2 separate regions of the Rattus norvegicus genome follow, and region 1 is linked to region 2. Evidence: chromatin contacts called from public Hi-C data. All regions are on one chromosome and are shown on one strand. The core of a region is the stretch at or near the end of the contact, and the rest is flanking DNA. Distances in the headings are between cores, read along the strand shown.

Region 1 (6,325 bases), core at 3,727-6,226, 140 kb before region 2:
TCTACAATCGAGCCTGGGAAGCAAGGCACCATGATGCACCCCTGTAATTCTAGTACCAGAGATGTAGAAGTAGAAGGATCAGGGGTTCAAGGTCACCCAAGTTTGAAGCAAGTTCTGTGAGACTGTCTTAGAAACAAAACAGGAGCAACCAAAATGTGCCTGCATCTAGCTATTGAATTTTTTAAGCTCTGATTATAATTCTTTTATGTGGGAAGAAAAAAAATGTTTGCGACGGAAGAAAATGTTTAATGTTTTAAGATCTCAGCACAGGATTTTAGCATCTAGCAATGGAGAAACTGATATAGGTAGTTAAGTGTACACAGGACCACTCAAGTAGCAGTTTTCTAAAAGTCCCTAAGTTTTGAAGTGTTATGCTAAAATGTTTTAGATGGAAAGGTTAGCATGTAAATGAAGGAAATTCATAGACTGAGTTCTCGAGTGTGTAGAGCTATATGACTGTTTATGTCCTAGAACAGCTCATTATATAAGAAGGACCTTAGAGTTTTATTCTTGGTATGGGGGTCTTACTGTGTTGCCTAGGCTGATCTTGAACTAGGGCTTATGTGAGCCTCCTGTCTTCACCTCTCAAGAAGTTGAAACTACAGGTCTGTATCACCATGACTGGCTATACTTATTATACTTAAATTCTCTCTCTCTCTCTCTCTCTCTCTCTCTCTCTCTCTCTCTCTCTCTCTCCCCCTCTCCCTCTCCCTCTCCCTCTCCCTCTCCCTCTCCCTCTCCCTCTCCCTCTCCCTCTCTGTCTCTCTCTGCCTCTCTCTCTCTGTCTCTCTCTCTCTCTCTCTCTCTCTCTCTCTCTCTCTTTCCTTCCACATAGTGGTGGGAGATTGTGCAGTGGTGAGAATTTCCTAGCTGCTGCGATCAGGAAGCTAACAGACCCACTGAACTTAGAGAGTATTGGGGTGAGATATTTGATGTGACTGCAGATGTGCTCAGAATTGACGGGTTATTGGGGGACAGGCTTGGGACTGTGCTGTGATCTTGGGTACTCTAGACTTTCTGGGTCTTTCCTTGTCTCCAGAACCTTCCCTTGGTTCTTGTGATGGTCAGGGAGAGTGTGGCAAAACCAGTGCCTGATACCAGTGGTTCTCAACCTTCCCACTGTTGCTGCGACCCTTTAATACAGTTCCTCATGCTGTGGTAAACCCCACCCATAATATTAATTCATTATACTTCATGACTATAATTTTGCTACTGTTATGAATTATGATGTTAATGTCTCATATGTAGGATATCTGATATGTGACCCCCCCCCCAAAGGGGTCATGACTCACAGGTGGAGAACCCCTCCCTGACTCGTAAGCTGGCTCTATTGTTGGGATGAGTTGAGAATTGGGGCAGGAACAAACTGGTCTTTTCAGCACCCATGTGAGGCAGGCATGTCTGTGTTTACAGGACTTTCGCTAAAGGTAAGGAATGGCTTCTACAGATACATACATGGAGCTACAGCGTACGCTCTGCAGGGGTGAAGGATTCCATTTAAAAATCTCTGCTGGCGTGAGTTTCTGATGTCTGTAGCCAGTTCCCCTGGAACTTCATGTTTCTCTCACTACATGTTTCTCGACTCTCGGACGAACAGAAAGCTCAGAAAGGCCACTAATTTATTATTCGAGGTAAAAGTGGTTCTGCTGCTACCTTGATCTTTGTAGCTGAGCGAATGTAGATGCACAGGTAGAATTTGTAAAACAGCGGGACACCAGAGGTGTCCGTGGATACCGGTGGCCACCTCCTACAGCTTTCTATTGGGTACCAGCTCCTGGAACAAAGGTCTGAAGAGGGATCTTAGGCAAGATGTAAGTTTCTTTTTCACGAATTGCCTAGCACAAGTAGACTTTGGCTACTATGGCTGCTTAATGGTGCCAGAAGGGGTTTTCTAGTGTGGCTCTGCCATCCTCGGTGTGGAGTTTCCACTTTGCTTTAAACTCATGGTGTGGCCAAGGCTGTTCTTGAACTCCTGACTCTTCTACCCCCCACCTCCCTGTGTTGGCATTGTAACATGCACCCTCCACATGTACTGTGAATGTTTAGGAATAATTATAGGAAGTCATTGGGCTTTTGTCTATTGTTTTAGAGACAGCTAAACAGTTTAGATCGATGGAAAAAGCACCTTTAGAAGAGATTTATTAATGATGGCACCCAAGGCCTGGGAAAGATCGTGAGCTGGGATGAGTTGAGAATTGGGGCACGAGCTGTTCCTTTCAGCATCCATGGTGGAGTGTAGAAATTGGGGCCATCAAGAAGGCTCACCTAGTAGAGGTGCTTGCTTCCAAGCTTAAAGACCTGAGTTGGATTCCTGGAACCCACAAGGTAGAGGGAAGAAATTGACTCTGACTTCCACATGTGTAGTGTAGCATGTGCATGGTCATGAGGTTACACACACACACACACACACACACACACACACACTAAATACGTGAAATGTAAAAAGGCATTTTTTTTCTTTCAGGCAATGACAAAGGAGAGAAAGGCGATGAAGAACCAAATGAATGTTTCAGGCAGAAGAAACATCGTCTGTCAGAGTTACTTAATTTCTAGAGGGTGAGCTGGGAGGACAGAGGACATGGCTCAGCAACTGACTGCTAGCCCAGTGTGTGCCGGCGAACCACAGCCCGCACAAGACTGTGGAACTAGTGGCTGGAGAATTACCTTCCTCATGAGCAAGGATGGGAGGGCAGCCACGGATGACGGCCCATGTCTATAATCTTTGTGTTCAGGAAGCTGAGACTGGAGGATTGGGTTGGGCTTGAGGTTAGCCTAGGCTACGTACTACAAAACCTATTTCAAGTCAAATCAACAATAACGTCAAAGACTGGGCTACAGAAAGGCTGGTGCCTGATGCTAGTGTTACTGTAGAGATGTGAGTTTCAGGAGTTCAGCTGTTGGAATTGCCCCTTTCCCTTCAGGGTACCCTCGGGAATTTTTATGTGAGTGTTCAAACACTGTAAAGATTGGTAACAATTGTAATTTGATCCTGAGAGGTAACACAAGGGGGACGCTCCTGAGTCATTCAGTTCCTAATTGAAGTTCTTGGCCTTGAGAATATTCTTTAAGGAGAGACTCAAGACTAAGTTCAAAGCCTTTCCTTAAATTTCAGCAGGTCCCAAAGGAGACCAGCGAGCTGCAGATGCTTGTTGCATGGTTTCCTTCCAGGAGACTACTCTGAATTCATTCTGAAGTCAAGCATGTAGACTAAGACAGCAACGGTGCAGAAGACTGGTGCCTGGTACCCCTCTGGGCATGTGCAGTTCGAGGCCATGCAGCTTGAGGAGCCTTGATCCACAGTCCGGCTATCAGGCTCTGCCCAAATCCAAACAGCCTCTGAGCAGACAGGCATTTAGAGTGCTGTATTCGTCTGCTTAGATCTCTCTCTTTTTTTTTTCCTTCTTTTTTCTTTTTTCGGAGCTGGGGACTGAACCCAGGGCCTTGCGCTTGCTAGGCAAGCGCTCTACCGCTCTACCGCTGAGCTAAATCCCCAACCCCTGCTTAGATCTCTTATGGCATGCGTCTCTGCAATCTTTTAAATTTGTTTCTCTGCCTACCAGCAAACAGCCCAGAGCTTTCAATCACTCGAGGGGACTATTCTTTATGGGATATTTGTGTTCTCCTGTTTGGATTTTTAATTAAAAAAAAAACTCATTGAAGTTTTGTACATGTATTAATGAATTTTAGCAATCTCATTTCCATGAACTTTTTAGTTATCAAAGTAAAAATGTTGACCAGGACTTCGGCAGAAATATTTTCCAGACATTACCATTAAGTTTATAAATGGTAAGCCATACTTAATAGCTTTGAGGGCTGGACAGAGTATAACATATGGAAGGGGTCAGAGGGCAGAACATGTGGAAGAGCTCAGAGGCCCCTGCCGTGGGGGTTAGCTTTTCAGGACATTGAAGGCAGTACTTAGGAAGGTCTTAAAGGATAGCCAGTCCCTTTAACCCGTGCATGAATTATTACCGAGACCTATAGACTGCAAGAACTGTCGGGCAGAACCCAACAGTCCAGAGCAGGCTCCATGGCAGTCTAATTACCTCGCAGGAAGAAACCATGAAGGAAGCAAGCAGCCCGAAACACTGAGTAGCAGGACTCCCATCTCCACTCTCAGTACTCCCCCTTGATTGCAGTCCCTTAGTCCCTCTAGCCTGTTTCTCCCAAGAGGCAAACATATCCCCAGCTTCACAACTCAACAGAAAGGAGTCTGTTTTCTCTAGAGACTTAATTTTTAAATCCTAGAAAAGAATTCATGTCTGTGACAGACCCAGAGAGGAAGATGGATGGATTTTGTGTAGAAGTACTTCAATGGACAGGCATCAACAGAGTCCCAAAGGCAAAATGGGGCAGGGGGTGTTCACCCAAGGAAGTATGGAACACGGTCCCCATACCAAAGCAAAGACACAAGCACAGCCTTTGTGTGCCCAACAGCGGCAAAGAGCTCAGAGGAGATGCCAAATGAGAGACATCATTCTTTCTGTGCAGATTCACCTGCCGTACAAGACAGGAAGTTAAGTGAGCATGAACGTTACCCCGTGACGTTCATAGTCAATCAAGGACTAATTATGATTCGTGATAGAAGATATTATTGCCAGAGTGTTCCTGAGAGTGCTGTGTGGAGAGCAGGACTATACTGATTGGAGGAAGAGAGACCAAGAAGACGCGGTGGGCCTTAGGGAACATTAGGATTCTGCTGAGCATTGCTGGACGCCTCTGACCTGCCCGCACCCGAGTAACAACACGCAGACATATTTTTGTTTATGAAAGCTTAGGCCTTGGCTTAGGCTATTTGCCAACTAGCCCGGGTGACTTAATTAACCCACTTATTCTAATCTACATTCCGCCATGTGATCTGTTGTCACCGCTCCTTCAGTCCCTGTCCCTGGTCCTTCCTCCTTGTCTGATGGCTGGTGAAACCCTGAGCCTTATTCATTCCCAGAGTTCTTATCTCTTACCCGATGCCCCACCTTTCCTCTCCTGTCCTGCTATACGTCATCAGTTCTTTATTAACCCAATCAGAAGGTGACAGAGAAGAGTGTTTACAGAACACCGAGACAGGTGATGTTTCACAAAAATAATAAGACCAAAGTCCAGACAGTTTTCAGCTCTTGGCTGGTACAGAAATCAACATTTGAATAATACAAAGACGACCTTTACACATCACAGAAGAAGATTATTCCAACAGCTGGGCAAGGGGTGTTAGCTAAAGACAGACGACATGAGACATTCTTTCTGACTGAGGGACATGAGGAAGTCTCTTCTTTGGGAGAGGCATGCAGAGGATATTTGGGGAGTCCCAAAGAGGCTAGCTACAAGGAGGTGTATGGATTACACTAATACCATGGGTGCTTGAGCACCAGGTTGTAGGAATTATCCTGTCCTTACACAGAAACCAGCTGGAGCACTAAAGCCATTAGGACCTGTCTCACTGCACACGTCTAAAGGGGGAAGAAAGCTGTCAGTATCTGAAAGACAACAGAGACAATGCTTTATTAGTAGCTCTGATGTGAACACATACAGAGGTAGACACAAGAGTTGACAGCATACAGTGGGAAAATTAAGCAAGAAGCAACACAGGAGTGGTCTTGAGGCTGCCATCTTTCTGCTTCAGACTCCTAAGTACTAGGATTATAGGCACGCTTTGCCACACCTGACTAAGAAGATCAATTTTGTCCTCAAAGGAGGACCAGCAGCACCATTGCCTGGGAATTAGTTAATAATTCAGAATCTTAGACTTCACTCCAAATTTTCCAAATGAGAAACCCAGCTGGAGGCCCAGCAAGCCATGTGTTATAGAATCTCTCGATGATTTTGACAGATGCTAAATTAGAGGACCACATCTTAATCCCTGGAACCTATAAATACTTTTATTTATTTATTTATTTATTTATTTATTTATTTATTTATTTATTTTTTTATTTTTTTATTTATTTATTTATTTTTTGAGAAAGAAAAATAAAGGATCTCTGCAGATGGGATTAAAGTCTGGAGACAGTAGTGATCCTCGTCACCTGGGTGGGTCATAACTGTCATAATAAGGTATAGAGGGAGATAATATGTTGAAGATGAAGAAGCATTGTTACCTGGGAGGCAGAGCCTGGGTGATGCAGTCATTAGCTGAATAAAGCCAGCAGCCACCAGAAGCTGAAAGGGAACAGAAGGGAAGCAGATGCAGTTGTGAGCACCTTGGTTTCATCCCAGTGAAAGTAATTACAAGGGCCTGGAGAGACTGCTCAACCCTGGCTGGCCTCTCTGTCTTTCTCTGTCTCTCTCTCTGTCTCTCTGTCTCTCTCTCTGTCTCTCTGTCTCTCTCTCTGTC
Region 2 (5,796 bases), core at 1,093-3,592:
GTAAAATCTGAATGAAGAGATCACTCTTTCTTCTATATAGAAATGATAAGGAAGCAGATTCTCTTTAAATTTGTCTCTATAATGATTGAAGCAAATGTGTTAATCGTGGTAAATTATTAAATTGGATTCAACCTTAACATTCACAAGGCTAAAGCCTAGGTTAAATTTTTACACCATCCTGGCACACTGTCACTAAAGTTATCACCCTGCCTGTCTCTTCCTGCCTGTATTGACTAATTTTAGCTCACCTCAGGAAAAGAGTTCGAAAACTCCATACAGCAAATGTGAGTGGCTTTCTCTCAGCTCCACAGATTTGGAGCTTTGCACAGGGGCGGAGCTGCCCTGTAAACGTCTCTCAGGAGTGTTTTGTATGTGACAGATATGTGACAAGAAAGAACTTGGAAGAGTTTGCCTCATAGATAAGTAAAACATTTGTAAGAAACATGTATGCCCCAAAATAAAAGAATTCATACCCGTTAACCTCTAAACGACCCCTACCATTTGTCTAGCATAGTCTAGATAGGACTCAGTATACATTATTCAGTAAGAGGAAAATAGTGAATATTTCTGGCTTTGGGATTGCTGAGGCTTTTGGGCTCTTTGCACACAACTCTGCTCTTGTGGCATAAAACTGGTCATGGAAAAGGAGATCTGTGGCTGCGTTTCCATCGAAAGGATATACAAAATTGGGAAGATTCTGCCTGCAGGCTCCAGTTTACTGAGTCGTACATACATACATACATACATACATACATACATACATACATAATAGTACACACATACATATTACATACATACACACATACATATATATGTATTACATACATATATACATACATGCATGCATACATACACATTACACACATATATACATAAATGCACACATACATACAAATTACATACAAATATACATATACATCACATACATATATACATGCATGCATACATACATACATACAAATTACATACATATATACATACACATTACATACATATATACATACATGTATACATACATACACACATTCATACACACAGCAAGCTATTGTATTTTAGGGTATCATTTCTTCTGATAACTAAGATATTTTTTCAATCGAATATTGGGGTTCTCTGGAAATCCCCTGTTTCCTCTAAGTCATGGAATTCACAATTACCCAAAGGAAACAAAGATTGGATCTTGGGTAGAAAACCACCTTTAGCTGTTCCAATGGCATGTGGACCTCCAAAGTTTATCTCTTATCTGACAAAATATCATTTGCATGTGGAATTTGGAACGGGTAAAAATGTCTATAACTTATCCTTAGAGGGCAAGAATGAAAAACAGGAACAATGTGGCTCTCAAACGTGGCCTTTTGTCTGTGCTTGGGCCATTTTTCAACTTTGTACTCTGCAGATAACTGACTACTGCAAATGTAAACAGTTCTTATCTCCACTCGCAGTGCCTTCTGTCCACTGGATAGGCAGTCTCGTTCTGTCCCCAGAAGAAAGCCAGGTTCTGTCCCTGGGCAAATGTCCTCCAACACTCACTTCTTCCATGTGCATTTATGGTTCTTTAATTTCTCCATGGAAGGACATGGAAGGACAGCTAATTGACTCTGTTATAAACTGGACGCAAAGCTAGTTGTTTCTCTAGTTCTAACTCTGCCATGCATTTTTAGTTTTTGGTGGTAGATAAATGCACAAAAAATATATATTCAGGGGCGAACATGAAGTTCCTGTGAAGCACCATTGCTTCACATGTCTACTCTAACTGCATAAACGTTCACTGAGACGCATAGATTTTAGATCTGGTTAGTATTGCTGTGTGATGATTTTCAATGTCTAAATTTTTTTAAAAGTAAAGGTTTAAAACATTTTTCTCTCTCAATTTATTGTAACGTGCTTTCTTTAAATAGTCATACATTAGACATGCATATTTGACATGTGTTTATTTTGAATATATATAAAAAAAGTCTTAACTGTTTTTCCCTTTCAAAATATAATTTGACAATTCCCACTGGTATATAACAGCCACTTTTAAACTTGATAATAATATTTAAAAAATATTTGCAAGTACTCATGTATTATGAGGCTGAAAGCTGTTTCACTAAATGAATATACCACGTTAGAAATTTATTTCTGGAGAACAGTAAATGCTTTTTATGAGTAAAGTAGATTATTCTCTTAAAAATATATAAAACACGGGAAGTCCTGAAATGTGTCAAAAGCCTGTTACTTAATTTTTCTTGGCATTGTGCTTGTTTGCTTTTAGCTCCATGTTGACTCTTTGGAGGACATGGGCCAGTAGACATAAAAGCCAGGGCTATTTTCACGACTGTTTGTTGACAGGAGGTTGCCAGTGTCCGCTACTGTGAATCTGAAGATCATTTTGGGAGAAGCACTAAGCTCTGGCCTCATGCGAAGTGCACATGAGGGTTAGGACATCCAGTACATTTGACACTTGGCTCACACTGCCCACTCAGGATTCTGTCTGGCTACAATTTATTTCAGGAACACGGAATCACTACTGTTTGTCAGAGCCTTCCTTCCACCCTGCCAGTTCCTCTCAGCTCTCCCTTCCTCTCCTACAAGGCCAATAGCTTCTAGCTCTTACTCTGTCTTATTTTTATGAAGTTGAGAACCTAAGCCATTTTGGAAGGGAGTCTTTCTTCTCGACTTTGAACTACCCTGGAAATCATGCTCAGCTCTTGTTAAGCCTGACTTTTTCTCTCCCCTGCCCTTGTTTTCTTACAACTGCCCAGTGAGTGGCTGTGAGGAAACAGGGGTTGCTCTCAGTTGGCCCGGAATTCTCTGTAGACTCGTCTTGAACTTGTGATTCTTCTGCCCTTGAAAATCCTTTTCAAGGGACCATGTAAATAAATGTTTCATCCAAAGAAGAGAAGATGAACAACAGAACATTGTTGGTTTTTTGCAAAGTGGATCGTAGCTCTAGGCATAGAGAAACGAATGTTTTCTCTGTTGTCTTGTGAGACAAACCCTTATGGCACAGCAGCCATGGTGAGGCATATCTAACCAACAATATATCCTTTTCTTATTCTTGGTTCTTTTTTTTTTTTTTTCGGAGCTGGGGACCGAACCCAGGGCCTTGCGCTTCCTAGGCAAGCGCTCTACCACTGAGCTAAATCCCCAACCCTCCTTTTCTTATTCTTATTCTATAAAAAATTACTATATAACACTTCCGAAACCCAAATGATGCTGAGTCAAATACATAGGAAGATAACATAGATTTCTGATTTTTAAGCGAAGAACATTTCGATGTTTTAACTTTTAGAAAAAAATATTTAATTTTTTGAGAAACCTTCACATGTTCTTCCATTGTGGCCCTATAAGCCCCTTGAAGACACATGAGGCCCATTCCCTGAAGATCCCTGACTGCCAGATTTCACCCATGAAACACTCTGCCCTGATGGCAGGACCCAGCCCCTGCCCTACAGAGTAAAAAGCCCATGCTGAGGACTTGAAATCTCACCAATCCCCACCCTGGAAAGCCCCATCTCCTAAGAAACTCTATATCAACTTTGTCCTCTGCTGGTTCTCACCTGAGCAGAGGCAGCCACCCTCCCCAGTCCTGCCCTCCCTTCTTATGTGAAGTGTGCTGTGCAGTGTGACGTCGGGATATTCCTCAGCTCCCATCTGCCAGGATACCTTTCCATCTGTAACACTCACAGGCTGTACCCACTGACATCCCCACCAACATTTTCTCTGCTTCCTCACCTGTACTTGTTAATATAGTCCTTTCTGATAAGGGCCACCCTTAATGGGCTGAGGTGGTGTGGCATTCTGGTTTGGGTTTGCATTTTCCTGTGATTAGGGACGTTGAATTCCTCCCTCGCTTTTTTTTTTTTTTTTCAAATAACTGCCATCCATTTTGTATGCATTCTGAGAAACGTTTACTTAGGTAAACATTTGTATGCCTATTTTTTGAAGATGCCACATTCAAAAATGATGAGTGGTTTTTAAGAATGCTATTTTAACTATTCTTTTTCCTTTTCTTTTTCTTTTTGTTGTTGAGTTTTTTTAGATTTCTGTATGTTCTGGATGTCAACCTATACTAGTTACTTTCTTCTCTGCTGCTATGCAATACTTGTTGAAACAACTTAAGGAAGGAAGGTTTGTGTAGGCTCACAGTTTGAAGGTGCAGTCCATCATGACAGGGAGGTCATGACCGTAGGAACACGAGGCAGCTGGTCACATCGTCTGCAGTCAGGAAGCAGAGAGAGAGAGGCCCATGCCTAGCTCACTTCCTCCTTTTTATTGAGTCTGGGATCCCAGCCCTTGTGAATTCGTCACCCATATTTGTGGTAAATCTTCCCCCTTCCCTTAACTGGGGAAACACTGTCGTAGACACATTTAGAGGCACATTTGCATGGTGATTGTAAATCCAGCCATGCTGCCTATCAGGATGAAAGATCACATAGTGCCTATCCCATAATGGCTTTCTGGGTCATTTTAGCTCTCTGCTCTTTCCTTTCACTCTCTGCTGAGAAGAAACTTTTTAATTTGATGTACTTTTTGTTCCTTGTGCTTCCGGGTTACAAGAAATTTTGAGTGTGGCAGTTGCTGCTTGTGTCAGCCTGTAGAACACACTGATAGGCATTTTTCTCTCTCACAAAGCCTTCAGATAAACGTTGAGGATAGTTTGGAGAGTTATCCAGTTGATGTTTGTGAGAAGGCTCTGTAAGATATTATGTAATACATCCTTGTTGGAAGACAAGACCTGCCATGATGACTCACCACAAAAGTCCTCTAACATCTAAAGGAGAGGAGACACTTAAAGAGATACACAGCCTCATTTGTGACTAACATCTCTGGGGATGAGTAGGTGTTAGTTGACTGAAGTGATTTCAACACAGTAGGTAAATCTTCCCAGATGTCAGATTGAGGGTAAGTTTGCAGACAGAAAACTTAAGGTCTTCCCCTACCTTAAGCCTCAGCCCAGAGTCCATCTGAGGATGGTCTGTTGGAGACCCAGTGAAGACACCAAGCAACCCAGAGTGCTAACATGTATTTAAATCAGGGGAAGGAGGTGAGAGGGATATTAGAAATCCATGTAGGCCTCAGGATGACCTCAGTGACCAGGACATGGGTGCGTCCTTAAGCTTTGGAGCTCAACTCTCTACTGTGACAAAGTCTAGTCTCACTTGTTATCCCCCTTTGGTCATTTCATTACTGATATGCTTATAATTTATCCCAACAGACTAACCTTCTCTTCATCCACGCACACATTCTGTTGTGCATCCAGGGCATGAAACCCACAACTCGGGTTACCCTTTATCCAACAGCTTGACTTCCATTTCAAACCCTCATCTATCAAGATTTTAGTAAAACTAGGGTTTTCCTGTATCTCAGTATGGTGTCTCAGGCACGACACGGTATCAGCTGGGAGCCCATATTTCTTCTGGAATTCTCTAGTCAATATGTCCTTCCCTCCCCACAGCTCGTGGCCTGCAGAGTCATTTTGCAGAAGAACTGTCCTCTCTCATTCTACCTCTCAGTTCTTTATTTCTGCGAAGCTAACTTTTTTTTAAAGTGAAAAAGCCAGACGTGACTACTTTTTGTATTTTCTTTCTGCTGCTAAGTATTTTCCCTAAGGCAAGGCAAGGCAAGGCAAGGCAAGGCAAGGCAAAAAAAAAAAAAAAAAAAAAAAAAAAAAAAAAACCAGCCTAGCGAGCTGAATGCAGGAAATGGTGAAGCAGTGAGTGTGGGAAGGAACATACGTGAAAGTTCATCCATTAATGCATTAATGTTCAGGCTGTACTTATTTAAAAGGCAGATCCTCCTCGTGTTCTCTGACCT

Evidence for each region. Hi-C and Micro-C count contacts between places; a contact is called where the count stands out from the background.
Region 1: a Hi-C map of liver shows a contact between it and region 2, with 4 times the contacts expected there. The contact joins two enhancer-like sites. A contact is called at or near these places in 2 of 12 Hi-C or Micro-C datasets (kidney and liver).

Annotation. Positions count from the first base shown.
Region 1 is chr13:65,931,007-65,937,331 of GRCr8, reverse strand. It overlaps LOC134481568 (a long non-coding RNA gene), which reads left to right. Exons shown (of 3, transcript XR_010057225.1): 2 at 2,465-2,556; 3 at 3,116-3,659. Among named protein-coding and RNA genes, the nearest start is that of Ivns1abp, 43 kb to the left of the region's middle. Within about 2 kb of position 4,976, at least 1 of the 93 cell types and tissues checked has an H3K27ac peak or open chromatin away from gene starts, as enhancers often do. A contact at or near this core is called in liver, where this site is marked.
Region 2 is chr13:65,789,642-65,795,437 of GRCr8, reverse strand. No RefSeq gene overlaps it. Among named protein-coding and RNA genes, the nearest start is that of Hmcn1, 160 kb to the right of the region's middle. Within about 2 kb of position 2,342, at least 8 of the 93 cell types and tissues checked have an H3K27ac peak or open chromatin away from gene starts, as enhancers often do. A contact at or near this core is called in liver, where this site is marked.